2 separate regions of the Mus musculus genome follow, and region 2 is linked to region 1. The links are chromatin contacts, called in public promoter capture Hi-C maps. All regions are on one chromosome and are shown on one strand. Each heading gives the region's core, a stretch centred on a gene start, on an enhancer-like site or on the middle of the called end of the contact. The rest is flanking DNA. Distances are from core to core; before and after follow the strand shown.

What was found. Promoter capture Hi-C pulls out the DNA fragments that hold promoters and counts their contacts.
Region 2: a contact with region 1 is called in a promoter capture Hi-C map of liver. The contact joins the enhancer-like site here to the promoter of Nme2 in region 1. A contact is called at or near these places in 8 of 39 promoter capture datasets (the 3T3-L1 cell line, the C10 cell line, cranial neural crest and 5 more), 3 of 484 Hi-C or Micro-C datasets (CD4 T cells, bone marrow and rod photoreceptor), 1 of 115 datasets of contacts at active chromatin or transcription factors (pancreatic cancer cells) and 3 of 9 other capture datasets (adipose tissue, liver and pancreatic islet).

What each region holds. Positions count from the first base shown.
Region 1 is chr11:93,954,672-93,958,322 of GRCm38.p6, reverse strand. It overlaps Nme2 (NME/NM23 nucleoside diphosphate kinase 2), which reads left to right and starts at 2,067. Exons shown (of 5, transcript NM_008705.5): 1 at 2,067-2,497; 2 at 2,699-2,828. The coding sequence starts at 2,703.
Region 2 is chr11:94,196,799-94,200,449 of GRCm38.p6, reverse strand. No RefSeq gene overlaps it. Among named protein-coding and RNA genes, the nearest start is that of Tob1, 13 kb to the left of the region's middle. Within about 2 kb of position 1,784, at least 12 of the 459 cell types and tissues checked have an H3K27ac peak or open chromatin away from gene starts, as enhancers often do. A contact at or near this core is called in adipose tissue and liver, where this site is marked.

The DNA.
Region 1 (3,651 bases), core at 818-3,317:
CAGATCAGAAAACCCATGTGTTCTGTAGGCCTGGGACCGTCAGCTGGTGTCCAATGAAGGGTCCTTCTACTGTGGGGTAGGGAGGTATGTGACCTGACAAAGGGGTAACCGACTCTTCACCCGACAGGTAAGTTCAGTGAAATTTGCAGATTCTCAGTACAGTTGACATTTGGTAACTCCAAAACATGGGAGAGTGGTGGCACATGTCTGTAATCCCAGCATTTAGGAGGGAGAGACAGGCTTTCAGTAAGCTTGAGGCCAGACTGGTGCAGTCCAGCCAGGGCTATGCAGCTAGATCCTCTCAAAAGGCAACCAACCAGCTGGCTGGGCAAATGCGAGCCCACACACACTTCAGGCTGAGAATGAAGGAAATGGGCCCAGAGTGAGGGCAAATGGCAGTCGGTGCATCCTAGTTGGATGCTCTGCTAATTGAGGTGTAGGACAGTGGAGAGGTGTGATGGGCTGTTACCCACCTGAGTAGTTATAGGCGACCAGTTGGGCTGGAGCCACAAGGCTGATAACCTGAGTTTGGAGGTCAGCCGACCTCATCTCATCTCAAGTTGTGAGTAGTACTGGTGTCATAGAGAACATAGAGAGCTTGCCGGTTCCTTTAGAGATGCAGGGAGGCATCAAAGCAGGGTATATTCTCTCGATGAGACCAGGGCTAGAGTCACTTGAAATCAGTGTTCATTGGGAATCAAAGAAATAAAAAAATAAAAAAAGGAAATTGTAGGTTCAAGTGCCCAGTGTGTAGAGCCTGTATGAGATAACTTTAGAGTTTAATTGCTCATCCTAATGGCCAGTGAGCAGAGGGCTGTTCTGTCCAAGCAGGTCTTTAGCCAGGGCTGATGCAATGGAGCTGGAGAAGGAGGTTTCAGGCATTTTGACTCATCTGCGCTAGTTAGGCTCAGTGCCTTGGGCAATGCCCTAAACCTATTTACTGGGATGTTCAGGGCCCCAGCTCAGGCTCCAAGCCTGCTGGGAGAAGCAGCAGCTGGTTCACACAACATACTGCAACTTTTTTGGGTGTGGTCTGGATATGGAAATGAAGCAGATGTGGGCACTGAGGGCACCTTTAGGGTACTGGTGGCTTGCCAAGAAGACAGGAGGTAAAGACTGCAAGTTGACAGGCCTGGCTTCTGAGAATACAGAGTCTGGAGTACTGGAGGTTGGACCAAGGCCTTGTGCATGCTACACAAGTGGACCTACCACAGAGCTAAATATTCAGTGCTCCCTACCTTCATGTAGTCGAGGCTGGTCTTTAATTCTAGTGTAGCCAAGGATGTACCACTTTACCCACTCCAGCCCCTCTCTTTGTATGTATTCCTTAAAAACTTGTTTTTATCATATTATGTGTAGGTGTGTGTGTTGCATGTGGGTATGTGCACGTAAGGGCATGTCCTTGGAGATGGGAGGCACCGGATTCTATGGAACTGGAGTTATAGTTGTGAGCCACCTGAAGTGTGTGGTTGCTGGGACTTGACCTCTGGCCCCTGGAAGGCTCTTAACTACAAAGCCAGCTCTCCAACACCCCATTTTGTATATTTTGAGACAGACCAGGCTGACTCTGAACTGTGTAGCAGTGGCTGTCCTTTCCTGATCCTCCTGCCTCCACCTCCCAAAAGCTAGCACTATAGGCAAGTGTCATCTCTCACACCTGGTTTTGCTTCTTATTTTGAGGTAGTCTCATGTACCAAATTCACCAGGCTGGCCTTGAATTTCCTCTGAAGTCTAGGCAGGCCGTCAACTTATATACAAAAATCTAGAATCTTGCCAGGGGTGTCTCAGGTTGAGGTGGGTAGCCTGACACTCGGTAGGTAGTGCTCTGTGGGCAGGAATCCCAGGCTCAGGGTGGCATCAGAGCCTCTAGAGGAAAGGTAGGTGAGGAGACAGAGAGCTGGGAGCTGGCCCTAGTGTCAAAAGGCATGGGTTATCTTAGGAATTCGAAAGTCATTCTGAGACAGGAACAGATGGCCTTCTGAGGAGGGGCCTGGAGACAGACTTGGCTCCTAGGGAAGTTGTCATTTTGGGTGAGGAAGGCTAAGCTCAAGCAGAGAGGAAAGAACAGAGGGCTGAATTTCGGAGATAGGAAAAACTCGGGGTATCCCAGAGCATGGAGAGTCCAGCTGGGCGCGGATGTCTCAGGGAAGCTTGAATGCAGATGTCTCCTGGAATAAATTCAGGACCTGGTCTCCAAAGCTGAAGCCTTTAGCTGCAAAGAACAGGCGGACTTGGGTGGAGAACAAATCACTTCCTGCCCCGCAGCCCTCCGCAGCCCTGCAAGGAGAGGGCGTGCACCGCGAGCCTTTGGGCGGGGACAGAGACGACTGGCAAGACCAGGCAGCCTGAGCGTCCCGGGTTGGGCAGCGGGGTCCTCCGGGGTGTGGCGTCTCTCGTCCCGCCCCGCGTCCCTCCTCTCTCCGCGCCGGCTGGTGGTCGTTCTATTCTCTTTGCTTCTGTCGCTCATCGCAGACACCAGCCGACCCACCGGCTTTCGGTAAGGCTAAGATGCACTCCCCGCCCCGACATCAGCTCACCACAGGCTCCCGCAGTCCTCTTTCTGGGCCTCCCGGGCGGGGCAGAAGTATCTGGAAAGCCACGTGTCCTCCGCAGCGGCGGCGGTGGCAGGAACCCACGTGGCTTCCTGGGCCGGCTTGGGTCGGCCGGGCCTCATCGACTACACTTCTTGCCTCCACAGGACCATGGCCAACCTCGAGCGTACCTTCATTGCCATCAAGCCAGATGGCGTGCAGCGCGGCCTGGTGGGCGAGATCATCAAACGGTTCGAGCAGAAGGGGTTCCGCCTGGTGGCCATGAAGTTCCTTCGGGTAACAACGCCCTTCGCCCCCTACCCCTCTGCTGCTGGGTGGCGGGAGTTTGGTTCGCCCGCCAGTAGTTTGGCCGCGTCGCCTTTTGGAGTCGGAGTTAGGCCTCCTGGCTGATTTCACTCCCACGAGAATCCTTTTGACCTCCGCCTCTCACCAGACGTTGGTGGCTCGCTGGCCCTTTCCCAGGCCGGGGAGGACAGACGCCCTTGGGAAGGTTTAAGTGGAGGTAACGTGACTGGTGTCGGTGCCCAGGCCTGGCTTCCCTCCCACAGTGTGTCCTGGTCCTGTCCGTCTCGCAAAAGGTCTCCAGTCGGCTTGTGTTGTCATGTGGGATAGCAAGGATTGGAGAGAGCCTGAAACCCGCCCTGTACAATTGCAATTCTTTTGTGCTTGAGCCGAAACTTCCAGATGACCTAGGCTGCATCTCTCCTTGGCATAGGATAGTAACTATTTGACATGGTATGTAGCCACCAGCTGAAGGTGTAGTTCATGAGGTCTAGAGTCAACCCCTCCTAAACAGTAGGGTGTGGTGGCACATGCTCAAATCTCAGCACATAAAGGTGGAGATAAGAAAATCTGGGTCAGCCTGGCGGTGGTGGCGCACACCTTTAATCCCAGTACTCGGGAGGCAGAGGCGGGCGGATTTCTGAGTTCGAGGGCAACCTGGTCTACAAGGTGAGTTCCAGGACAGCCAGGACTGTACAGAGAAACCCGGTCTTGAAAAGAAAAAAAAAAAAAAAAAAAAAAAAGAAAATCTGGGTCACCCTTGCCTATACCTGGAGTTTAAGGCCAGGTCTGGATCCCATGAGACCCAGGTCTGTCT
Region 2 (3,651 bases), core at 535-3,034, 240 kb before region 1:
CATATAGCCTACCTTTGTATATAATCTTTATATTTGGGGCCATATTTACAAGAACTTTTGTTTCCAAAAGCTTCCTTTAGTTCAAACTACTCTCTCTCTCTCTCTTCCATAAGTGAAAACAGACTGCCAGACCTACCTCTGTGCTCTATCCCTAAGCAATTAACTTAGCACTTTGGAAGAGATCTGATTTGGGTTTATTTTGAAATAATGTTTCTGTTTGTTTCAAGAATTCCATGAACAGATGGCCACGATGGCTTCATTCAATATTTCTATCCCCTGCAAACCCACCCTCTGCAAGGTTCCCCCTCCTGCCAGCTTCCCTCTCTGAGATACCCCCCCCCCCCATGGGTCTCTCTCCAATAGGCCTTGTCTACAGACCTCCTCCTGTCTGATTTACCTTCTGGGTGAGAAGATAGCAGCCTCCTGTTAATGGAAAAGACACAGTCCTCAAGCTCAAAAACCAAGTCAGAATCCCCCCCCCCTTTGCTCTCTTTGCCCATATCTGTAACCTACAGTGGGCCATCTGTTAGCCCTCTCACCTGTGGATCTGGCCAGATGTTCCCTTTCCTTGAACCACTCGGAGGCCCAGCCTTCCCCTAGCCTCCCTACCTCATGTCTACCCCCGAATCTAATCCATTCTGCATCCCACAGCTGCAAGGGTGGTGGTCTTTCATTTTGTTTTGTCTTGTTTTTTAAGACAGGGTTTCTCTGTGTAGCCCTGGCTGTCCTGGAACTCACTCTATAGACCAGGCTGGCCTCGAACTCAGAGATCCACTTGCCTCTGCCTCCTGAGTGCTTGGGATTAAAGGCGTGTGCCACAACACCCCTCACCTCCCCGTAGGATGGGTCTTTTAATAAACAAATCTGATCTGTGGAGTCTTTGGAACCAAACACTGCTGGTTCTTGCAGATGCTCACTGAATAAGTACAGAAATGAATGAATGAATGAATGAATGAATGAACAAATGAATGAACAAATGAATGAATGAGTGGTCCTACTATATTACCAAAATGACTGAATTAGGAGCAGCAGTTGCTGCTGGAGAAGAACTAGGCTTTTCAGGGAGGGCATTGCTAATGGATGGGGAGGTGAATGGGCCGTGACAGACTCTGAGCCTTCATCACAAGTCAGCTACCAGGTATCAACTCCAACTCTAAGGTTGTCGGGGCAGAGCAGGGAAAGTGGAGATAAGGCTCTGACCATGGGTGAGCCCAATGGGAAGGGCTCTGCATACAAAGAAAAAATGCTGAACTTTAATCTGTAGGTCAGGGGGAAATCTGGGCAGGAGTGTCAGGCAATCTTATCCCTATTCCTCACCCATCTCCACCCGTTCTTCCATGCTCCCCTTCCTCCTGGAGAAGGATAATTTCCAAGCACCAGCCAAAGGGGTCAAGATGACCCAGTGAACCCCGTTCCTGGCTCTAGCTTCAGGTGGCCAAAGCAGAACTGGGGAGTCATAAAAAGAGGAAGACATCACTCTTGTTTCTGTTATTTCCTTTTTTGAGATATAGTCTCCCTATGTAGCTTAAGCCAGCCTGGAACTCAGGGTACTCCTTTGGGCTGCTTCCTCAGTGCTAGGATGACAGGTGTGTAATTCCTCCACCAAGCTTAGCTTCCGTGGAGCTAACCACTGGGCCCCATGCATGCTAGACAAGTCCTCTCCCAGATGTGCTGCCTCTCAGTCCCATAAGTCACCAGAACAGAGGCTGCTGAGTGGTGGAGCCACAGGTAGCACCAAGAGTCAGTCCAACCTCACCTTGAGGTTATCGGCACCACGGAGAACAGCTAGGCCAAAGGTAGGGCTGTGGAAGGCTGGTGCTTGTCTGGCCAGGCCAGCAGGTCTGGGCTCAGACTCTTGCCTCCTGGCTCGGCTGCCTGTGTTTTCTGTCTTTCACAATTTCAAAACTGCTATCAGCCCTGGGTGCTTCATGTCCTGCTCTTGGGGACTGAATCTAGGACTCTGAGCCAGCTCCATTCCTTGCGGCCTGGCTATAAGCTCCATGCTAGGCTCTTGGGTGGTGAGGATAGATCATGTATTATCCCTCTGACGATCTGGAGAGAGGAATGGGAGCAAACGGGAACTTTTAGAGTAGAGGGCAAGGTGGTCCAATTCCACTGGAGTCTGTTATCTTTATAGAAATGCTATTAAGAGAACATGTGTATCATGAGCAGCCCAGCCCTGGTACTGTGTGTATCGGCCACTTGGGAAGTTTTGCTGGTCTCACCTAGGCTCACCTCTTAGGCTGGAGCGTCCAACATGATGTCATTCATTGGTCTGAGACACTTAGTGCTGGTGACCATCACTCTAACAGGCTTCTCATCCCACCCCCACCCCCTACCCCCAGTAGCTGACTGAGCTTCATGACAGCACAAGGTTTTCAGGTTGTAAAAGGGCCATGGTAGAAGCCAGAAGACCATTTTAGGTTTAAGCTTCAGGATGTGTTCAATATATTTTCTGCCATATTCTATGGGTTTTAAAATGCCACAAAAGGGGTGGGGAGATGTTAAGAGCACTGGCTGCTCTTCGGAGGACCCAGATTTGGTTCTCAGCACCTGCACAATGGCTTACAACGGTCTATAACTCCAATACCAAGGGATCCAACACCCTTTCCCGTCCTCTGCAGGTTCTGCAGGCATAAAGTAACAGATGTATGTGCAGGCAAAATTCCCATACACATAAAAATAAATTTAAAAAGTAAAACCATAAGGCCAGTGCCACTTTACATTGTGAAGGGGTGTAGACACAGGAGGCAGAGTTCATATTGGATGGCTATTGCCACCATGTCCATAGAGGTTAAGAGCTGTAAAGTATGAGGCACTAGGGTCAAGACAGAGGAGCAGGAAATCCCTGCAGGAAATCCCTGCTTCTGCCAGCTTCTGATCATAGGATCTTGCCCAGGGCTCTTCACTAGCAGGGACATAGCTGACAAATCCAGTCCCCTCAACTCAAGAATCAAACAACCCGGATGTTGTTTAGTTGTCTCCCTGACTTGGAAGTAGGGTCTCACGATGCATCTCAGGCTGGCTTCCAACTCATCATCCTCCTGTCTCCACTTCTGGAGTGTTGGGCTCACAGGTCTGTGCCACCAAACATGATGTCAGCTGCCCTCCAAGTTGTGTGACCATGCTTTTTGTAGGACACAGCAGCGTGCTGGACAACTATATGGGGTCAGAATGGAAGGGGAAGCCCTGGCTTGTGGCATTCGCCAATGTCTGTGGTGTAACTATTACTCTCTCCACTAAGTTCAAACTGAAGAGGTTGCACCACCCAAGAACCAGAAATTCAGGATTGTCATACACAATTGTCTTTTGGGTCTACACAAACTTACCTTATCTCTCACTGGAAGTGGAGGAGGGAGTGGATATTTTTAGAACTAAATGAAACCGGCCTGCCCGTGGTAATACACTCCTGTTTATCTCATCTACTTGAGAGGCTAAGGCAAGAGGATCACAAGTTCAAGGCCACCCTGGGAAACTTAGCAAGACTCCACAGCTGCAGCGGGTAGCTCAGTGAGGCTCTGGGTTCAGTAATACATAATTAAGGAAAGCTTTGCTGGTGGCAAAGCTTTGATGAGATGTGATGAGAATGCACAGCCTTGTCTTGGGACATGAGATCACACAGCAGTGTGGGAGCTGGAGGGGCTCTGTGCA